Linked DNA regions of Pan paniscus: region 1 is linked to region 2. Evidence: chromatin contacts called from public Hi-C data. All regions are on one chromosome and are shown on one strand. Each heading gives the region's core, a stretch centred on a gene start, on an enhancer-like site or on the middle of the called end of the contact. The rest is flanking DNA. Distances are from core to core; before and after follow the strand shown. Region 1 overlaps PIK3C2B (phosphatidylinositol-4-phosphate 3-kinase catalytic subunit type 2 beta). Region 2 holds the start of PIK3C2B (phosphatidylinositol-4-phosphate 3-kinase catalytic subunit type 2 beta).

Evidence for each region. A called contact is a pair of places that touch in the nucleus more often than the background predicts.
Region 1: a Hi-C map of induced pluripotent stem cells shows a contact between it and region 2, with 4 times the contacts expected there. The contact joins the enhancer-like site here to the promoter of PIK3C2B in region 2. A contact is called at or near these places in 3 of 3 Hi-C or Micro-C datasets (fibroblasts, induced pluripotent stem cells and lymphocytes).

Annotation. Positions count from the first base shown.
Region 1 is chr1:44,919,766-44,926,487 of NHGRI_mPanPan1-v2.0_pri, reverse strand. It overlaps PIK3C2B (phosphatidylinositol-4-phosphate 3-kinase catalytic subunit type 2 beta), which reads right to left. Exons shown (of 33, transcript XM_008976576.4): 10 at 6,453-6,486; 11 at 5,292-5,487; 12 at 4,105-4,227. Among named protein-coding and RNA genes, the nearest start is that of PIK3C2B, 41 kb to the right of the region's middle. Within about 2 kb of position 4,732, at least 1 of the 2 cell types and tissues checked has open chromatin away from gene starts, as enhancers often do.
Region 2 is chr1:44,880,442-44,887,436 of NHGRI_mPanPan1-v2.0_pri, reverse strand. PIK3C2B (phosphatidylinositol-4-phosphate 3-kinase catalytic subunit type 2 beta) reads right to left here and starts at 5,302. Exons shown (of 33, transcript XM_008976576.4): 1 at 3,958-5,302.

The DNA.
Region 1 (6,722 bases), core at 3,483-5,982, 40 kb before region 2:
TTCACCTAGCCCCAGGGACACACAGTGGGTTTTTCTCACCCCCACCCCCAAACAGATTCAAAGCCAAAGGGACAAAGAGGAGGGGTTTCTCCAAGTCCCCCAGTGGTGAGAAAGCCAATGGCAGGGCCAAGAGAACTGAGACACATAAGCCCCACCACTATTCAAGCCCATAAGTTCTCTCCAGGTCCCTCAGTCTGAATCACACCTAGCCACTCCCTCTAAGCTCAGGATAAGGAACTGCTGGGTGGGGTGAAGTACACAGGGGAGGGGAGCTGTGGAAAGGCAGGGAGGACCCACGTTACCTTTCGGGGAAGCTGTCCCTGGGCCAAAGTCCATACTGTCACACCCTCCTGGCCAGCCCAGGGCCCAGCAACTTCTATGCCAGAGGGCGCAGGGGCAGGGCGGCCACCCCCAAGGTTGGCAGTTTCATGATAAAGCAGCCTGCCTCCACCGCTGTCCTCCAGAGGAATCTCCACCTAACTGAGGCACTCCCTCCAGCCCACCACAGACTGGCAGAGCCCTGCTCTGTCCCAGCTGCCTCTACCCTGGGGGCCCACAGCTATAATTAGGGCCCCTCCAGCAGCCAGCAGACATGCCAGGCCAGGGCTTGGCTGGAGGTGACAAAGCATGGCTGCTGAGCCTATTTTGAGAGTTAGCTGATCCCTGGACCGCTACAGTGGGGCAGAGAATCAGCTGACCCCATAGCAAAGGGGAGAGGGAGCTGGTCCTGAGCCTTTCTTTTCACCCAAGGAAGAAGCTTCCAGCTTCGTATCTTAAGGAAAAGGGGAGTGAGAAGACTTTATGAGTGAAACCAGAGCCAGCCAAGGCCCTCTTCCCTTCAGTCCTTGGGTATATCTGGTATTCCACAACCTCTCCCACAGATCTTCACCCAGGGCTGGTCAGGATAACGATTATGTTGGCTGCAGCCCTTACCTTCCTCCCTGAGAAACCCCTCTCCTTCCTGCAGCCCATTCAACAACATCATATCACACAGGCTGCCTCCTCCAGGAAGGATTCCTGGAATGTGCTGGTTGGCTCCAGTCCTGGTTCTGCCACTCACAATCCTGGGCAACTTAATTCCCATCTCTGTGCCTCAGTTTCTCATCAGGGAAAAGGGGAACATAGCTTCACTTGCATGATGTGTGTGCAGACTGTGTACTTTTTGCTATGTGATGCTGTGGTTACTGCACTGGCACTGGCTTATACAGATAGTATTTTCATGCGCACGTATCCCCATGTATCAGCCAGTCTGTCAGTCACTTGGAACAGAGAAACCAAAACCAAGAGGGCTCCCCAGCTGAGAAGCCTGTGCCAAGTACTTTATTTACAGTGTCCTAACTGCTCCTCAAACAATCCTGTAGGGTAGGCCCTATTATCGCTACCATTCTAGGTTGAAAGACCTGCCCCAGGCTGCAACTACGGTAGGAAGGAGAGAATGACTGGCCCAAAGACTGTCCTCTGAACGCTGGCACGCCTTCCCCCAAATGTCCTGGTCTTGACCATGAAGGGCCAAGAAGTCTCATTCGGGGCTTCTGGATGGACAGTGCAAGATAGTGCCCTTCACAAGGCTCTAGGCAGGGGACTGCCCCTTTAAAATTCAAGGTAGGGATCTCAGGGAACAAAATGAAACTCATGGGGCAGGCTGGGCTGCCTCTCTACCTCTGATACTGTATGAGAAAAGGGTTTAAGGCCAATTTTTTAAAGTTCCTCCTGGGCCAGAACACTGTGCAGCACCCCTTTTTTTTTTTTTTTTGAGACAGGGTCTTGCTCTGTTGCCAAGGCTGGATACTCACTGCAGCCTTGACCTCCCAGGCTCAAGTGATTCTCCCACCTCAGCCTCCTAAGTAGCTGGGACCACAGGTGTATGCCACCACACTTAGCTAATTTTTTGTATTTTTTGTAGAGATTGGGTCTCCCTTGTTGCCCAGGCTGGCACCCCTTCTCTTGACAGCAGCAATAATTGTGACCAAAAAATCCCAAGGGAATGGTGGAACTCAAGGGCCATTTAATGCAGCTATCCTCTGCCTGCAAGGAGTTTCTCCTGTCCTGGCAGTTGTTTGCTTAAGGACCTTTAATGCACACCCCATGTCCTTTTTTTTTTTTTTTTTTTAAGATAGGGTCTCACTCTGTTGCCCAGGCTAGAGTGCAGTGGTGTGATCATGGCTCACTGCAGCCTCGACCTCCCAGGCTCAAGTGACTCTCCCACCTCAGCCTCTTAAGTAGCTAGGACTACAGATGCACGCCACCACACTCAGCTCATTTAAAATAATTTTCTAGTAGAGATAAGGCCTCTTTGTGTTGCCCAGGCTGGTCTCAAATTCCTGAGCTCAAGTGATTATCCCGCCTTGTCCTCCCAAAGTACGGTGAGACTACAGGTGTGAGCCATCGTGCCCAGCCATATACACCTTTATTGCTCTAAGAATTACCTAAGTGTGAAGGGCATGAGAAAGGGTCCATTTTCCCAGTTGTCCATCTGTAAAAGGACCCACCTCTTCCAGCATCTCCAGATTCTTCATCTACCTATTTTGCATCCTCGGCCTCCCCAGGACCCTCCTCAGTCTCTTTAATCTGTGCTCCAAATACTTAGCTTGCAGTGCTGCTCTGCAAATGAGGACTCTAATATAGTCAGTGTGGGGAAGCAAAGCTGGGGGCAGCAAACAGGGGATTTTCTGACTGACTGGAAGGAAGGTAGAGCATAGCACAGATGAAGCACAGGGCAGGAAAACCCCTGCGGTGCCCCCATTCAAGCAAGGCACCCTCTCCTCCGTTTCCTTCCTGCTTTGCTTGGCTGACGCCTACCTTCCCGACACCAAATTATTGTTTACATGTGGTGATTAATACTACCTTGTGCTTTTGGTTTCATATTTATATTTATAACCCACCTATCTCATCTCGATGCCATAACTGCCTCTGAGTGAAACAAATGTCCCCATTTCTCAGTTTGAAAAAATGAGGCACAGAAAGAATAGAGAGAAAGTAGTATTCGAGACAGAGCTAGAAATAGAGGCTCACTCCTGGGAATCCAAGCTCAATATTCTTTCTCTAGACAACCCTCCCTTCTCTATATATAAAGGAAAAAGCACAGTCTCCTCTCCATAGTCTACAGGAACTGAGGGAAGAAGGGAGAGGATGAGAAGCCCTCCAACTAGTTAAACTCTTTAAGGGAGACAAGATCAAAAAATAAAGTATTATTAAAATTAACAACTAACATTTAATTTTTTTTTTTTTTGAGACAGAATTTCGCTCTTGTTGCCCAGGCTGGAGTGCAATGGCATGATCTCAGCTCACTACAACCTCCACCTCCCGGGTTCAAGCGATTCTCCTGCCTCAGCCTCCCTAGTAGCTGGGATTACAGGCATGCGCCACCATGCCCGGCTATTTTGTATTTTTTTTAGTAGAGACGAGGTTTCTCCATGTTGGTCAGGCTGGTCTTGAACTCCCTGCCTCAGGTGATCTGCCCACCTCGGCCTCCCAAAGTGCTGGGATTACAGGCGTAAGCTACCGCGCCTGGTCAACAACTAAAATTTATATGTTTTTTATGGTTTATAAAGAGCCTTTATAGATACTTCTCATTGGATCCTCATGACAACTTGAGAAGTGGTAATTATACTTGGCTCCTTTAAGAGTCAGGGAAGTGGAGGCCAGGCGCGGTGGCTCACACCTGTAATCCCAGCACTCTGGGAGGCTGAGGCGGGCAGATCACGAGGTCAGGAGATCGAGACCATCCTAGCTAACACATGGAAACCCCATGTCTGCTAAAAATACAAAAAATTAGCTGGGCGTGGTGGCAGGCGCCTGTAGTCCCAGCTACTCGGGAGGCTGAGACAGGAGAATGGCGTGAACCCAGGAGGCGGAGCTTGCAGTGAGCCGAGATCGCACCACTGCACTCCAGCTTGGGCAACAAAGCGAGGCTGCCTCTCAAAAAAAAAAAAAAATGAGTCAGGGAAGTGGAGACTCAAAAGGTTGAATGACTTGTCCAGTTAGGGTTAACAAGGAGCCTGGTTTTATCATTAGTCCTGGACTAGTTATCTGGCCCCAGGGATATTTCAGAGGCTGAGCAGGTCTACAGTGGCCTGGGCACTGAAGCCTGGGGGAAGGGCTTACTGCTGGTCCCAGACGATGAGGTGGAAGAGGTACTTGGAGAAGTGAGCTCTTCGGGTCTGCAGGGGGCTGCACAGCTCCTTGCCGCCGTGGCTGAGGGAGCAGGAGAGGTAGAAATCTTCATAGCTATAAAAGAAAGGGAGCAGGTCAGGACACCCAGCTCCCAAAACCAATCACCCAAACCTATGCGTCCCTCTAAGGCCAAAATCCATTTCCCCTGGTAAAACTCTCAGTCTCTGAGGGCTGTAACACGGGATCTCCGGATAGGACAGCCAAACTGGATGTAAGGAAATGTGCTCAGGCCAAAGCAACTCAATCTAGATTCCTCTGCTCGGTTTTAGGCTCCATTCTGAGTCTTGTTGTTTTTCTTTCTTTAATGGGAACCGGCCACCCAGCCTCTTTATAGAAAGCTCCAGCCCATGGAGCGTCTGTGTGTGCGTGCGTGTGTGTGCGTGCACGTGCATGCGCAAGTGAGAAGGGTGGGGGAGGAAGACGACATATGCCGACATGAATGCCAACACACGGGGGTCCCTGTGGCTCATGACAGGTGCCTGACAGAAGAGGTCAGAGAAGGCCCCGGTTTCCCAGGCTGCCTCCTTTGTTCTCTGCCAATCGCCCAGAGGAATACATTAAGTGAGGAACAAAGAGAGAAGGGGAAGGGGGTTGGGGAAAGGGGACCGGCAGGGGCGGGGTAGGGCCCAGTGCCTATTCCCTCAGGCCTTGGATGCTGGGGACCCAACAGAGGCGCTGAGGATTTTACCAAAAGAACATCCTCCTCCACCCACCCCTGCAGGCCTAGAGAACCCCAGACAAAGGGTCAATCCCACCTCCCCACCCCCTCCCATTGGCCAGGGAGCGTGCACTCTATCTGGGAATCGGCCATCTGTTGCCATGTCTCCTTCCACTGGTCTTGGATCTGGAGGGGGCAGGGATGCAGAGGCAGCCAGCACCAAGAGGGAATAACAGGATCTTCTTCATCTCCTAAGGGACCTCCTCTCTCCTCTAGGATGTCCCCAGCCCAAGTCCTCCTCAGGCACTTGGCTCACCCCCGCAGCCCCATTGCACCACAATGTCACACAATGCCACACATCCTAAGACTTAGGACAGTGGTATTACATGCAGATAGGAAAAAGCCCTGGTGGAGGTCAAACTCAGCTTGCTCCCTAGCGGCTACTCAGCCCTGGGCTCACCTGGTAGCCCAGATGATGGGGATGCGGTGGGTGGCATAGACAGTGAAGGCCAGGGACCTGGCGAAATGGCAGGCCTCCTGGACCAGGTCATGCTTGCGGCTCCCGGGCACTGCCGTCTGGAAGTCTGCGTTGAATGTGTTGCAGTACAGCTCCACTAGGTCCAAGATGGCAGCGGTCAGGGCTTCCACGACCTTCTCTGGCAAGGGAAGGGGTCAGAAGGGAAAGTCATGAGGCCTCCACAAGCCCTACCTTGTTGCCATGGCATTGGCTAGAATGGGATGGCCTAAGACAGTGGTCCCCAAATGCTAGTCCGTCTCTAATAGCTGTGACAAAGTTCACCCATCTGCGGTGAAATGAGAAAAAAGCAGAAGCATGTCATGAGCTTTTCATAAAATGACAGTTATACAATGTTAAACATAATCCTTATTTTTATGTATTGCTACTTAGCATTAAAATGTCCTTTCTTTTAGGAAACAGTGTTAATAATTATTGTCAGTTGCTTCAAAAAAGCAAAAGTCAAAAAAGTTTGGCCAAGTAAAAGGCTGCCAATTCTCTCTTGGTCCCCCAAATACTTTGGGGGACATTTTACTGGTCTATGAAATCCAAAAGACTGGGAATCACCATAAGAATCCCAGGGATGCCAAAACAAAAAACAAAACCAAAACAAAGGAATCCCAGGGATATAGGTCAGTCTTAGGGCAAAGTTCAGCTTGAAGGGCACAACAGGGGAATCCTAGAAAAATCGTAGGGAAAATTCTTTCTCATCCTCTCCCAAGGCCCACTCTAAATCGGAAAGGTAGCAAGTGTGAGCTGTTGGGAGAATAATCACAATCAACCCAAGTGGGAGGCTTCCCATCTGGATCACAGGGCTAGTGCTGCCCCACCACCCCACTCCCACACTTCTACCCCCTCATCACCATCTCCCAGGGACACCAGGAGGAATGACTAGGAAAAATAATAAGAAAACACTTTGTGGAAAGAAATGTGCTCTCCAGCTGTATCCACACCTCATATAGGAACACACACACACACACACACACACACCCCCCCCAGCCGAACTCCGACACATAAATCAAGGGGGCCAGGCAGAAAAAGGAATCTGGGCAGAGACTGCAGTTTTCGGCAGCCCGACTGGATGAAGATGGAGAGCAGTTCCCTTACCTCGGTTTTCCCTCACAGCCAAGACACTGGGATCCTGTTGGGAAAAAGAAGAGGGAGGGGAGCTTCAGGGCCATAGCCTTTTTCGTCACAGCTGGAAGAAGGGCTTTTCACAGCTGCGCTCATCTGGACCAGAATGGGCTGAAATGTGAGTAGCTGAGAATCCCCAGAGAGGATAGAGTAATGGTTTGTACCAGATCTGTATGATGGACAGAGTGAGCTGATGGAGGATAGCAATCATCGTGTCCACCCTTCTGAGATATCCCAACCCTC
Region 2 (6,995 bases), core at 4,053-6,552:
ATCCCAATGTCCCAGTGTTTTGGGGAAGTAAATTTCCCAAAGACAAAGCCACTAATTGGGTCGGCACGAAACTCCAAAGTGCTGCAGGATAGGTCCTTTCACAGGTCATGTTGTGATCTGCGGGGTAGGCGTTCAGTTCCAGCATTGCTACTAACTGCATGACCTTGAGAAAGTCACTTTTTCTCAGGGAAGTGATGGCCCAGGTCCTTTCCAGTTTTGATACTCTATGTGATCTTACAAAATGCAAGAACAAGCTGGGAGAGGTGGCTCATGCCCGTAATCCCAACACTTTGGGAGGCCGAGGTGGGAGGATCACTTGAGACCAGAAGTTCGAGATCAGTCTAGGCAACATAGTGAAATCCTGTCTCAACAGAAAAAGAAAAAAAAAAAGGCAAGAATAGTCCCTCAAGTTTCATTTTATAAAACAGATGCAAAATAAAGCAGATATGAAAATACCAAAACAAGAAATCTGCCTTAATTTCCCCAGGATCCTCCAAGTCCCAAACCTTCTATTAGTGTTGCTCAGAAGGCAGCAATATGACTTGATCAGATTATCCCACATCTCTTCCTTCCTTGGAAGGTAGACATAGAAATAAAAATGCATAGAAAAGCAGATGAGGCCCAGAAAAATTTATTATGCCTACATGCCCATGAGATGTCCCAGGCTGGTGATGTCTCATGGGCATTCAAGGAATCCATTAAGAATGAATTCTGAGGCTGGACATGGTGACTCACACCTGTAATCCTGGCCCTTTGGGAGGCTGAGGCAGGTGGATCACCTGAGGTCAGGAGTTCGAGACCAGCCTGGCCAACATGGTGAAACCCTGTCTCTACTAAAAATACAAAAAATTAGCCAGGCATGGTGGCACACGCCTATAATCCCAGCTACTCGGGAGGCTGAGGCACAAGAATCCCTTGAACCTGGGAGATGAAGGTTGCAGGGAGCCGAGATGACACCACTGCACTCCAGTCTGGGTGACAGGGTGAGACTCTGTCTCAAAAAAAAAAATGAATTCTGAGGCTGGACATAGTGGCTCATGCCTATAATCCTAACCCTTTGGGAGGCCAAGGCAGGAGGTTCCTTTGAGGCCAGGAGTTTGAGACCAGCCTGGGCAACATACTGAGACCCCATCTCTACAAAAACTTAAAAAATTAGCCACACGTAGTGGTGCATGCCTATAGTCCAAGCTACTCAGGGTGGGGACTGAGGTTGAAGGATCACTTGAGCCCACTGCACTCCAGCCTAGGCAACAGGGAGAGACCCTGTCTCAAGAACAAACAAAAAGAATGAACTCCACAATTTTGCTGTCCCTTTCTGTTCTCCCAAGACCCAATATCTCTCTGAGTAGCACTGAGGCTATGAACACAGGGTAAGGAGTGAGACTGCTTGCTTCAAATCCCACCTCTATCATTTACTAGCTGGCTGACATCAGTGAGTGTTAGCGATTACATTACTTGCCAGCTCAGCATTATCCTCTCTATAGGCAGTAGCCAGCCTTTGGAAGGTGTTTATCCCTCCTCAATTCCTACAAATATCATGAGGCATCCTTTCCTTCTCTCCCAGTTCCCATCCTGCCAACACTATTTAAAGAAAAATACCCAAGGAATACAGCAGTTACCTTGGTATTGTCACACTACTCTTTCCTTAGCAAGAAAGAAAAGGTCCCAAAACATTCCCTACTCCATGTGGCCCTCAGATCCCACCCTATCCCCATCCCTCACAGATCTCCCTCCCTTATGTGGGAGGCTAAACCCAGTAAGAATAATCATTTGTAAAGTACTCTGTAGTTTTCAGGGTACTTTTGCACACATGATTCTGTTTAGTTCTTGGTAAGCAGCATTTCATTATTAATCCTGTGAGCCATGGCTACTCCCCCACCTCCATTTTACAAATATACAAACTAAATCTTAGGTCCACAAATTGTCTGTGCTCACATAGCTAAAAAGAAAGTCACACGAAGACACTGTTTTCTCTACTACTTCACATTATGATGTCCAAGTTCACATCCTGGGAACATGAGGAGCCTGAACCTTATGGCTAGTTACAAGCCCCTAAAAGGAACAGAGACCTCATTTTTCTACCCACTGGTCCAGGCCAGGGCTATCCCAGCTGAAGCACCACAGACATGATATAGATGCAAAGCACCAGGCACAGGAGGAGTGGGGACACCACCAAGCGGGGACCAAAGGCCCACGAGGGTATAGAGTATCTGCCAGAGCATACTAGGTCATGACAAAGACCAAAGGCATTCCAGACCACCAAGGAAGTCCAAAGGAGCTCCCCCAGAAACAGCCCAAGTCCCCAGATAAACTGACCCTTCCTCACCCAGCACACCCCCTTGGCCCTTTCTCACTCATGCTTCCAGTGGAGAAGGAAATAGACAAGCAGCCAGGCCTGAGAGCTTGATCAGATTCAGCCATACACACTCAGCAGTAAGCTCAGAGCCATGGCAATCAAACCTCAGGCTCACCCAAAGGCCAAAGGAGAAGCAGCCACAGCCTGGGTCTAGGGCTCCAGCTCAGAGCCACCATCTCTTCAGACGCTGGCTGCCAAGCAGAGCTATAAAATGTGCCTCGACTTAATTTTTCCATGGACACAACCTCAAGATGGGCCAGCCAGACTCTGGAGGAGCTGGGATTCCAAAGGCTCACTGCCTCTCTGCTCTGGGATCGGCAGCTGGAGTTGGGGAGAGGGAATTATTTGGGGGTCGGCATTGCCACCCCCTGGGCCATTTCTCTTCCTAATATCTTCCCAAAGCCTGATGCAGCAACAGAGTAAGTTTTCATTCAGCACTGATTCAGGGTTGGAATTTAGTACAAATTGCTTACATCTGCCTGGCCATATCCCAAATAGGTAGTTTAGAGCAAGGAGGAGGGGCAGCATTGGCCCACTTCTTGGAGCCCGGGTAGCCGCCTGCTAAAGAATCTGGTGCCATGCTGGGACCAGCCAGCCCAGGGTACAAAACTCTCCAACAGAGTTGAGAAAAAACAGCCCAAGAGGGCTGCCAGAGACAATACAGCGATTCCATCCCAGGCATGATTGGAAGGGCTGGGGCGGGGAAGCTACGAAGACCCCAGAAGCGGGTGGAGATGGAGAAAAGGCAGGCCTGAAGGAGCAAGAGCAATGGCAGAAAACACACACACACACACACACACTTCAACATCAGCCAACTAGGGTGTGTGCACTAACCTCATACATTTGGTAACCTCTTCCCACAATCCAGAAGCCTGCCAAGCCCCTGGGCTCCCCACCCTACTCCACCCCACACCAGCTTGGCAGCCTTGCTTGTGCTTCCTGCTGCGATTGCTCCTCCAACATCAAAGTCACCGCTGTCGGGAGCTGAAAATGAGGGACAAGTATAGGCCAGGAGAGCAGCGCCTTCTCCCAGCACCGGCGAACTCAGGCCTGAGGGTCCCTCTCCCTCTTTCAAGCTTTCAGTCTCCTTTTGCTGCAGTATCCTTATAAGGGAGAATCCAATTCTACCCTCCGCCCGACTAAGAAACGTACACATTCCCCAGGCTAGATGCTGACTTCTCACCCAGTCCACAGAAGGCACTAACCCCATCACAGGACAGGTTTTGCTTTTTTTATTTCTTATCTTAAATAAACAAACCCCAAAGCCATTGACTGGTTCAGATCGCCCTGCAGCTGGGAGCCAGGAAGTGTGTTTAGCGAGAAGGGGGTGGAGACGCGGGTGCCTGGAGCCCCAGAGGCCCTGAAGCTGCTGGAGTGGAGTGGAGTGGGGTGAGGGGCAACCTGCTCTGCCCGGCGGGCAGGAGCTCAGGCTCCCACGGCGTCCGCCGCTCAGCCCGCCGCCAGGAACCCTCGGCTGCTTCCATTGTTGCACCTCCGCTGTTGCCATGTTGGAGGGAGAGCCCCCTGACCTCGGCTTCCTCCACTCTGGGGGCACTTTACAGACGCTGGGGCCGATGCAACCCGCAGGATGCGTGTCCTACCTGCGCTAGCTGCTGGCTCTGCTGCAACATCCGACGTGTCTTGTGCCTGGCGACGTGGGCTGCTCGCTCCGCGCCTCCCGGGCTCGCTCTGCGGCTCCAGGCGCCTCTTGCACCAGCGCGAGAGGAGCTGGCCGGCCGCACGCCGCCTGCTCCCGGGCCGCTCCCCTCTCCAGGCTCCGCACAGACCCTAGGCTCCAAGGGGCAGAGGGAGAGGCAGCAAAGGGCGCAAGGACCAGCTTGTGGGGGTGGGGAGGGGTGCTCTCCGCCGAGAGCGTGCGCGAGCTCGCAGAGTCAGGCCACCCCGGGTGAGACAATAGCGGGAGCAGCAGGCGAGAGAGGGGAAGCCATCTCCCGGACACCCGGCGCACTGCACGGCGACGCGACGCTCGGCCAGACCCTGCCTGGACAGGCAGGCACCAGGCTGCCGGCTCCAGCCGCAGCGCCGAATCCGCCGCGAGCCGGAGGGCGGGGCGGCTGCTGGAACCCGGGCCGCCCTTCGCCTCTCCCCTCCCCTTCCCCCTCCTCTTCTCTTCTCCTCTCCTCCTCTGCCCTCCGACTCCCGCCCCACTTGCCATTGCGTGGGGGAAGAGAAACGCGCTGGCGTCAAGTTGTGCTCTGCAACCCAAGAGCCGGGATTTCCACTCCCCACTTGGGTGAGGGTTTTTGCGGATGGTCGTTAGTTTCCCCTGCTGGAACCCCTTGGCTTTGGGTCAGAGGAAAGCGCAATCATTCTGCTAGAAATGACGGTGCTGAGGTCCAGTTATCCGTTTCAGGAATTTCTACCATAATTACGGTAGCGATGTTCGGGGGATCCCCTACCTTGAGGGTTAGGTTGGGGTAGAGAGAGGCTGTCTCCGGGCTTTACACGCTCAGTGTCATTCGTCTTTCTGTCTCCTTCCTTCCTCCCTTTCTGGAAGGGGAGTCTCGTTTGTTTTTGTATTCGCCCAGGTGGATCTTCCGAGCTGCGATCGAGGAAACAGCAGTCAACCTAAGTAGGGAGGGGAGATAGAGGATCCTCCAACCCAACTAGGGTAGTGAGAAAAAAAATTTAAAAAAAAAACAAACCTTTCATACAATATGTTATATTTAAATTTTCTACTCTAAATACCTTTCTTCCAGCAGTGGTGTCTGGAAGAATTTTCCTAAAGGCTCCACCCAAAAGAAACCATGAGTTGGCCAGCTCCTCGTTTGCATTTGGTTTGCATAGTACCAACGATCACTAATCTCAAAGTATATTTTCCTAAAAACGTGAATCGTGTTTTCCTCCACTGCCCTCATTTCTTCTTTCTTTCTCGACAGACTATGAAGATTAACACCTGGTCCTCAGCCTCTCAAGTAAAGCCATGATTAAATAAATTTGTTGTGCTTTTCTCTTGTTAACTTGTCTTTTGTTATAGAAGTGTCGGCTGTGACTCTTATGATGGGGAGGAAAGGGATCACTCCCGTTTCTGATCCTACAGTGCCTTCTGTACCCAATGCTTGTGACTTTCAGTAGTCCACTTCACCCTCTGAATATCAAGAATAGCGTCCTCACCTGTCACGCTTTCGTAATGATCAAAGGAGAGAATGTAGGTGAAACATCTTGATAATTAACTGAAGGCAGCTTGGTCTGCACATATGTCATAATGTATATGATGCTACTCCTGATCTCAGGAGCCACAGGGGTTAAAAAACGTGTCCGTGCACTTGTTCACCATACATATATTTATGACAGCTTACTCTGTGTCTGTCATCAGGTCAAGCTCAGGAGCCTGAGAGAACAGAGTGTTACAGGGGCCACTGGTGGTTCTTTTTTTTTTTTTTTTTTTTTTGAGACGGAGTCTCGCTCTGTCGCCCAGGCTGGAGTGCAGTGGCGTGATCTCGGCTCGCTGCAAGCTCTGCCTCCCGGGTTCACGCCATTCTTCTGGCTCAGCCTCTGGAGTAGCTGGGACTACAGGCGCCCGCCACTATGCCCAGCTAATTTTTTCTTTTTTTTTTTTTTTTTTTTGTATTTTTAGTAGAGACGGGGTTTCACCATGTTAGCCAGGATGGTCTCGATCTCCTGACCTTGTGTTCCACCCACCTCGGCCTCCCAAAGTGCTGGGATTACAGGCGTGAGCCACCGTGCCCGGCTACCACTGGTGGTTCTATGCTGCTAGGGTGAAAAGTCTGAAGGAAAGAACTAACAGGAAGTAGGCATGGGTAGCTGAGTGGAGGATCAGATCACAGGCTTTATCATGCATTTTGGTAAGGAAAAAATTGAATAAAGAGAAACCAGGGCATGCCAAAAAGTTTAGGTGCTGTAGGTGACAGAGAACCTGCTGTGCACAAATGGAGCTGGGAAGTAGTGTGACCAGAAAAAGACTTCCTGGCATATTATAGAGAAGGATTTGGAAGATGCACTGCATGTCTTCCATTTGCCCCTCCAGATCTTCCTGGCCCTCTGGCTTCCTAGACTGGGTTGGCCAATGGGAGCCATGGCTGAAGATTGAATAAGGAGGGAGGTCAGGGGAAACTGGATATTTATTCTTCAGGATTCCTCTCTTTGGGGTCACAGTGCACTGGCTGCCACCCTCAACCAAAGATCACAGCTTCCACGGGTGGTTCTCTCTCCCCTCCCTCTCTCTTTTGTTTTTCTTTTTTTCTTTTTCTTGAGACCGAGTCTCACTCTATTGCCCAGGCTGGAGTGCAGTGGCTTACTGCAACCTCTGCCTCCCGGGTTCAAGCGATTCTCCTGCCTCAGCCTCCTGAGTAGCTGGGACTACAGGCGCATGCCACCATGCCCGGCCAAATTTTTTTTGTATTTTTAGTAGAGACAGTGTTTCACTTTGTTAGCCAGGATGGTCTCAATCTCCTGACCTCATGATCCACCCTCCTCAGCCTCCCAAAGTGCTGGTATTACAGGCGTGAGCCACAGTGCCAGCCCCCTTCCTCTCTCTTGATTCAGGTAATCACTCCCCTCCTTTGACTTTTCGGGCCTGGGGGTGGAAACATTGATTTGCTACTGGCCCTAGTAGATTGTACACTATTTCTTGTGATTTTCCTGTACTCCGCCGACC